2 separate regions of the Mustela erminea genome follow, and region 1 is linked to region 2. Evidence: chromatin contacts called from public Hi-C data. All regions are on one chromosome and are shown on one strand. Each heading gives the region's core, a stretch centred on a gene start, on an enhancer-like site or on the middle of the called end of the contact. The rest is flanking DNA. Distances are from core to core; before and after follow the strand shown.

The links. A called contact is a pair of places that touch in the nucleus more often than the background predicts.
Region 1: a contact with region 2 is called in a Hi-C map of fibroblasts, with 7 times the contacts expected there. The contact joins the promoter of ANAPC1 here to the promoter of TMEM87B in region 2. A contact is called at or near these places in 2 of 3 Hi-C or Micro-C datasets (fibroblasts and spleen).

Annotation. Positions count from the first base shown.
Region 1 is chr7:105,099,316-105,103,254 of mMusErm1.Pri, reverse strand. ANAPC1 (anaphase-promoting complex subunit 1) reads right to left here and starts at 2,103. Exons shown (of 48, transcript XM_032352771.1): 1 at 1,573-2,103; 2 at 1-125. The coding sequence starts at 101.
Region 2 is chr7:104,948,502-104,952,242 of mMusErm1.Pri, reverse strand. It overlaps TMEM87B (transmembrane protein 87B), which reads left to right and starts at 2,066. Exons shown (of 19, transcript XM_032352764.1): 1 at 2,066-2,465. The coding sequence starts at 2,307.

The sequences.
Region 1 (3,939 bases), core at 854-3,353, 150 kb before region 2:
GCATTAGGGTGGTGCTTGCAGTGGTCTCGACCAAAAGGAACAAATTCCTGCAAATCCCCGGCTGCAATCATCGTTGCCCTTTCTTCATAGAAGTTCGACATGGGTTCCAAATATCAACATTATTTCTGCATGAATTCAAACACATTCTGGTCAGCTTCTAACATCAAAACCAGAATAAAAATATCATAAAAGTTTACAGAAGAGTCATTAATCCTTAGATGAGTGTCAAACAATCCTATTATATTGTAGGTATACAAGTAATCATAACATCAAAAGGCCCTCCAGATTTCATGAGAAGCATACTAAAAGGATCACCGGCATATTGAAACAACAACAAAAAAATTACTTCTAACTCATCAGTAGTTGAAGTACTGCTTTGGTTGACCAGTCCACAAAAGACCTAATAAACTCTCAAGTGTCATCCACAGTTTTGACACCCCAATTCATTTAAACATGAATTACAACCAATTCCAATTTTTGGTCAAACCAGAACCAAGGCAGGAATAATCCTGGCCATGAAATATTCATGCTTGTAGCAAATTTAAGAGTGCTATCTTTTAATCTATTACAGCACAGTTCATTAGATGTAGATGAGCTGTGGGTGGAAAAATACTTCTTTACCTCCAAAACATTTCTGTATACAGCAACCGACAGCTAATAAAATTCTGATACTCTGCAATATGGTATGTAAAGTGGAAGCCAGTTCTGTCTGAGACAACACCGACATTAGAAATAGGTTTTGTGGCAACACATTTAAACTGCAATCCTCGAACAAAGAAATCAAAACAAACACTTGATGTCAACACCACAGACAACGTTTAGTATCTGGAAAGCACTCAAAATGAAGAGTTTAATTAAATTTGATTTAGAGTTCTCATTTGAGATGTTTTTTTGGGCATCAGTGGTTTTCCTTGCTGCACTATCTCAAAGCCTCTTTAGCTCCTATGCAGCAACCAGGGTTGCAAACCTATTTTGCTGTGAATTAACATTATTCCTGAGACAACTGTATGTCACAATGGTGGCACTTACTTCCTCCTGCTAAAATTCAGAATTGAGAACAGTTGAATTTAGGACATAACTAATAACGTGCCTTATAAAACTTACAAGAAAACAACAAAACTCTGCTGGTCTTCCTATTTCCTAGTCAACAGGACAGCCAGCATTAAACTTGCGACTTTATCCAACTTCAGTTGTGCAATTTCGAAATGTTATTCTATTAAAACTTTGAGAAAATTACATTATTACAAAATTATTTTAACAGTGCAGTATCTTTTTGTACGATTAAAACATATTTAATACCTTTATAGTAACCCAAATTTCTATGTGCTTAATAGGGCAACATAAAAAGCTACATATAAAAGTACTATATTACATTGATAAGCTATAAATCAAGTTATCGGCATTGTTTACAATAAACAAAAACTACCCTGCCAAAGGTAACCACAAAACTGCTTCGAGAAGAGAGAAACCCAAATGCACAGGAAAGGCATCATGCGTAGAGCAGGAACAGCCTCTTTAGGGTTAGATGAAACCCAACAAGCTAAGCCCCTGGGCCTCAAAAAAAATCCTGACCGAGAAGCAAGGGGCCGATATAGAAGCTGAGGCCCACATGGGACACTGCATCTAGCTCTGGAAGGAAGTCGGCGAGGAGCGGCACGGGGAGGTGCACCCCGGAAAGCCCAGTCCGCAGGCCGGGGGCCACTTGGCGCAAACGCGCGCTCAGGGCCTGCCCCTAGGCTCCCTGCCCTCTGGTCACCGAACGCAGGTCAGCTCGGGGTGGGTGCAGGGTCACAGGGCACGCGGTGAACCACCGGACGCTGCGGGCCCAGGCCCACACCTGTGTAACTCGGGACGCGTCAGGCGCGGCGAGCCCCGGCTGCTCCCCGGAGGCGCGGGGCCGAGGGGGCCCGAGGGCAGCGGCGGGGTCGGTCACGGTGACTCCTCGGCCGCTGCAGCTTCTCATTCCCTCTCCCTCCCCTATTCCGGAGGAAGAACGGGCAGCAGCTACTGGCGCGACAGCGAACGACAAGCAGGTACAGGCAGGAGTGCTAGGAAGCCACTCAGGCGAGATGTTCAAATGAACGCGTCCATCTTGGCTTTCCCGTCCTGCCTCGCGCAGGGGCGGGGCGGGGCGGGGTGGAGCGTCGCGGGTGGCGCGCGGCCGGGCCTGGGTCCTAGCGCCCGCGCAGCTGGGGAAGAAAGTATGAGGCAGGATGTGCAGGGTGCTTCATCTCCCTGCGCGCAACGTGGATCTCTGAATCCGGCCTGTGTCTGCTGGAGTGTGTACCGTGATAGCTCCCTCCTGGCATCCAAGATCTTTCTCCAGGTCATGTCATTACAACTGAAACTGCCTCTTACCTCTGAATGAGGAGATATTCAGGCTGGTTTCACTCCAGTCTCCTAGTCCCCAAACGGGAGCTATGTACTTCCAGGCTTAGGACAGAAAGGGACGTGCTGATTTTCTCTCTTTGGCAGGGCACTTTAACTTTTTGGGTTCCGGACCCTTAGAAAAGTTGATGAAAGTTAGGCAGCCCCCCCCCCCATAAAAACGTAGGTTGCAATTTCTGAGCTTCACAGACACTTCCCCCAAGTGTCTCACAGACAGGGTTTAACCCAGCTTTATCCCTTCCTCTGTGTTTGTGGACTCAACTGTACAATACCACAAGCTCTAATCTCCCATAGCGTGATATCTCTGGGTTAAAACTATTGATTAGCGTGTTATTGCCTAAAAAATAAGTTCAAGTGCTTCATCCAGAAATGTAAAGTGGGCCGAAACTTTTAAGTCCACTGGGATTCTCCTAACACGTTTTGCACTTCCTGGCTCTGGTATCTTGGTCCATTATCTTCCTTTTATTTGGAATGTCAGCCTTCAGGGTTTAGTTTTCTCAAATTCTTCGCTCCAACAGGAAAGAGGCTGCTGAGGACTGAAAGTTTGTGTCCTATCTAAATTCATGTGTGGAAACAATGCCCCACGGGAAGGTATTAGGAAATGGGACCTTTAGGAGGTGCTGAGATCATAAGGGTGGAGCCCACATGAATGGGATTAATGTACTTCTAAAAGAAACCCCACAGAACTCCGGGCCCCTGCCACCAAGTGAGGACACAGCAAAAGACAGCTATCAGTGAAGCCGACAGCAGGTGTCACCAGATACCCAATCTGCCAGCACCCTGATCTTGGACATCCCAGACTTCAAAACTGTGAGAAATAAATACTTGTTGCTTATAAGCCAGGCAGTTTATGGTACTTTTGTTATGGTAGCCCAAAAGGACTAAGCCAGAGACTCTTTAAGAAGCTTGAGTAGACCTGCCTTTCACTGTAGTCATTTGCCTGAAACCAAAATACCCCAGACTTCCCTGGCCTGATACGAGGAACAAATTTTGATCAAGGCAAATTGATCAGTAGGAACAAGGCCAGGAGGAGCCAGACAAATAAATTCCCTTTCCTTCTCCCCCAGGTGGACTAGTGTAAGGCATGGTTTCTCTGCACACCTGTCAGGAGATGTGTGTGGCTGAGCGCGCCACCTGCCAAGCTGATTCCTGATGTTCTGGCATCCTGTGTGAAGCAGCTCCAACTCAGCACTTCTTGTGCTTCCTGCGTCCTTTTCCTTTTCCTTCATGCTCTCCAGCTTGAACATCAACACTCATCAAACTTGTCTTTTAAGGAATGCAGGCAGCATAAGCCATAAAGAGCTTCTTATGCTGCTAGTTATCCAATCTGTAAAGCGGAGTCACTGGAAGGATTCAACTCAGCTCTCTGTCCTGAGTGTTCCCCTGCTATTTGCAAATTCTCTCAAGATGCTTCTCTGCAACCTCAGCTGACAATGCCCTCTGTAAAGACACCAAGGGGGATGTTGACATTGCCCTCCAGTAGTCTCAAAGACCATCCGTCCTCAGGTGCCAGAGCAAGGCTGTGTTCCCCGCAGAGTGGCCGAACAAATC
Region 2 (3,741 bases), core at 817-3,316:
GGACACACTTTCTTGGAAACAATTTGACCTTTTAGGTCTTGCTTTTAAGATTTGTTAATTGGGTTTAAGAGCCTTATTTAAGGCTTGTTAGTCTCCATTATCGGGGCCAAAAAATTTTGAGAACTCTAGAAAATGCCCTATAAATCTATGAAATTTCCTAGGTTAGCTGATCAGAACAGGCACTATTCCCAGCCTTTCTGGTACTGTTCCTTCTTGGTAAATCTTTTCTTGGCATCAGGCAGTTTCTTCACATGTAGAAACTGATCAGTTCTTGCTGAAGATTTGAGGAGAACCATCTAGAGATCCCAAGATTCCCTCATTGTACAGCTCTTTCCTCTCCAAATTCAGTCCTACAAACTAGCATTGGATTCCATCTTCCAGCCTCTGGGAATCTTCTAGGTCTGCTTTGGTTTCTCTTCCCCATATTTTGATCTGGAAACTTTTTTAAGCTAGTAAGCTGGACCAATAAGAGGGCCTGAATTAATCTATCTATCTATCTATCTATCTATTTCTTATGGAATGTGATAATTGTCCATTACCTGCTGTCCAGTGTCTTGAAAACTGTTGTTTCATATTTGGTCTGTTTATTGTTGTTGTTTTAGGCAGGAGGGTAACTTGGTCCCACTGCTCCATCTAGCAGAAGTCTCCTACAAATTTTTATAAATTTTAAAAAAGATTTTATTTATTTATTTGAGAGAGATAGCAAGAGAGAGCATGAGCAGGGAGGAAAGGGAGAAGCAGGCTGGGGCTGGATCCCAGGACCCTGAGATCATAACCTGAGCTGAAGGCAGAGGCTTAACCCACTTAACTACCCAGGCGCCCCAGTGACAGTAGTTCTAGTCTGCCTTGGAAGCTATGTTTTAATAAAATAGCCACAAAATCTAAATGACAACAGTACTTATACTTTAATAATGTAAAATCCTTGTTGAGTCTATTACCAGCAATCTGTACAAATGTGCAATACTTAGCACTAAGCCACACAATATTTGTTGACTGAATTAAGGTTTTAATGATTTTAATCATATACATATACATATATATACATAGCATCATCAACTGAAGTTGGAAGTTAAAGACTTCTGGATAACAAAGACATTTACAGTACACGAATTTATAGCAAATATCTTTCAAACTGCTAGTGCCACCTACTGGGCAGGATTGGCCAGTGTTCCAGAAATCTATCTCCGTGCTCTCAAATTTTGATGGTTGTATAACAAGGAAGCATTAGTAAACAATAAAAATCTGGCACAATAAAAAAATTATATATAATTACAAGTTTCTTGTGAAAAGGAGCTATCACAAATTCAATCTTCACATTTATATATGTACATGAATCTCAACTCAGAACACTGGACTAGACCCTCAGTAATTACTGGCTGAGTAAGTGACTAGAGTGACTGATAAGGCAGAGAGAGCCTCTTGACTATAAATCAGTTCTATTTTAAGTTATAACAATATTAATCCGGGATTGTATTCTTCCTCTGGACATTACTTACATTTGACAATAAAGGAGTTCTCTTTGACAGCAAGCTTTCAAAGACGAAAACGCTGGGCGAAGTACACAATAAGATAGACGTAAGCCCTGCCACTTTCAGCTTTAAGTAACCAGGAGGCTTTATTTGTCTGAAAATTACTAACTGTGCTACCGACGTTACGCTTGGGTTCAGGGACCCTGACCTCAAAGTACTTTCTGGACCACTTTCCATGAATTTAGAGAACGGTTTGTTTCCCTTGAGCTGAGAGGACTGGGGTAGGAGCACGTGCAGAGGATGCAAGAAACTGAGACACAAAGAGCAGAAGTTTGACATGAAACCATCCCATACTCTCCACTAAGCTCGGACCACAACCACAGTTAAATCTAGGACCTGAATTTTCGACTTCAGGCTGGCCCTGCCTCCCAGCCTGCTCCGACCCCAGTATGGTCCCGCCCACACCCCGCCTATTCCCGTAGCCCGCCTCCACACTCGGGCCCTCCCCTTAGTCCCGCCTCCCATCCCGGCCCCACCCCCAAATCTAGCCCCGCCTCCCCACTCCGGTTCCGCCCCGAGGCCCGCCTCCACTCTCTGACCCGCCCACCCCTCCTAGCCTTGCTCTAGTTTCTTTAGCTCCACGCCTGCGCCCGGGCCTCAGCCCAGCTTCGCGGGCCCGAACCGCGCCTCCTCGCCCAAGCCCAAACCCCCTCGTCCACCTCCCAGTTAGAGACACACCACCCGACCCGAGCCCGCCTCCCGGGGGCGGAGCTCACCAGGTGCGGACCCGGGGCGTGGCGGGCGTCTCGGAGCGCCAGGTGCGGCTTCCGTGTCAAGATGGCCGCCGCCTGCCGCATCGGAGCCCGGCTGCAGCCCGGATGCCGCCTTCTTGTCGGGGCCCCGCTGCTTCGCGTCGCCCTCTACCTCCTGTGCTGGGCGCCGGCGGCTGTGGGCGCCGTCCCGGAGCCCGGGCTCTGGGCAGCGACGGTCAACGACGTAAGTGGAGCGTGGAGACCGAGGCGTGGCGCGTCTCGGGCCCTACCGGTCCTGCGGAGCTCGCTGCGACCACCGGGCCCGGGCCCCCGGGCCGGGGACTTGTTCATCTGGTTTTTACCCGGCCTGCTCCGGCTCGGTGATACGGCCCCTGAGTTTTTCGTCCGTTATGGACCGGGAGAGCCCCCTTCTCCGGCCCGACCTAGGCTGTGGGGAATCCTGTGCCTGAGGACGGCTCTCCCTTCTGAGCGCTGGAACTGTACCTAAGGATCGCCTTCCCGAAGTCCTGGCGCCTGTTGGCCTCTGACGCGTTCTGGCTCGTCCAGGTTCTTGTTTATTCAGACCCGAGCCCCCAGATCCCTTGGCACTCGCTCAGGCCCGCATCTTTTCCGTTTGACCCCACCTCGGGCCCGGGTGCAGCCGCAGAGACACACCCGTGAGGCCACTCTAGACAGGACTTTCCCAGGCTTCACTCGGCATAAACTTAAAAGCCTGTGTGCCGCTTTTGTTTTTTGTTTGTTTGTTTGTTTCTTTAAACAAGGAGGAAACATGGAGCAGCCACCCCACCCCTTTTTCGCTCTTCTAGGGTTCCTGAATTTCTCTAGGGCTCCTATCATAGTTCTGGGAATGTGTGTGTGGAGATGCGGAGGGATGGATGATTAAGGAGGGCTTGAAAGGCTAGTCTGGAGGCATGAGCGTATGGAAACTTCCTTTCCAGGACAGGCCATTTGAGAACTTGATATCCAGGAGTCACATGAGATGATGTAGGAACGACGCAGGAGTAGAATTTTGGAAAGCCTTGCTGAAGAGGGACAGGAAATCGGGAAGAGGCCTTATCCCTTGCTTTTCTAGTCAGATGATTCAACCAGCTCTGTTTTAAGATGACTATTTTCCACATGCATTGGAAATGCTGTTTGAGCCTTAAAGGCAAAACTTACATTTTTATTTACTCAAACAGAAAAAATTAGTACCAGGTGCTACCATTCCTTTGAGGATTATTCTGGGTTGGCGTCCCATTATACGTGTCAGTGACAGAGCGTGCACATCTCTATTATTGAATTTATCTGAACAGTAAAAAGCAAAATTCAGAGAACCACACTTGTGGTTTCATGGCGCTTTAGCGAATGACAATATCATAAACTTAGAGTAAACAATACTGGGAGTGAACGAGCCGTGCACAGATTCTTAAACTACTTGATCATTATCTGCAAAACTCTTTGCCAGCTATACTTTGGGTGGTGAAACTCCAATGGCCCTGAAGAAAAAATGACTTTACTTT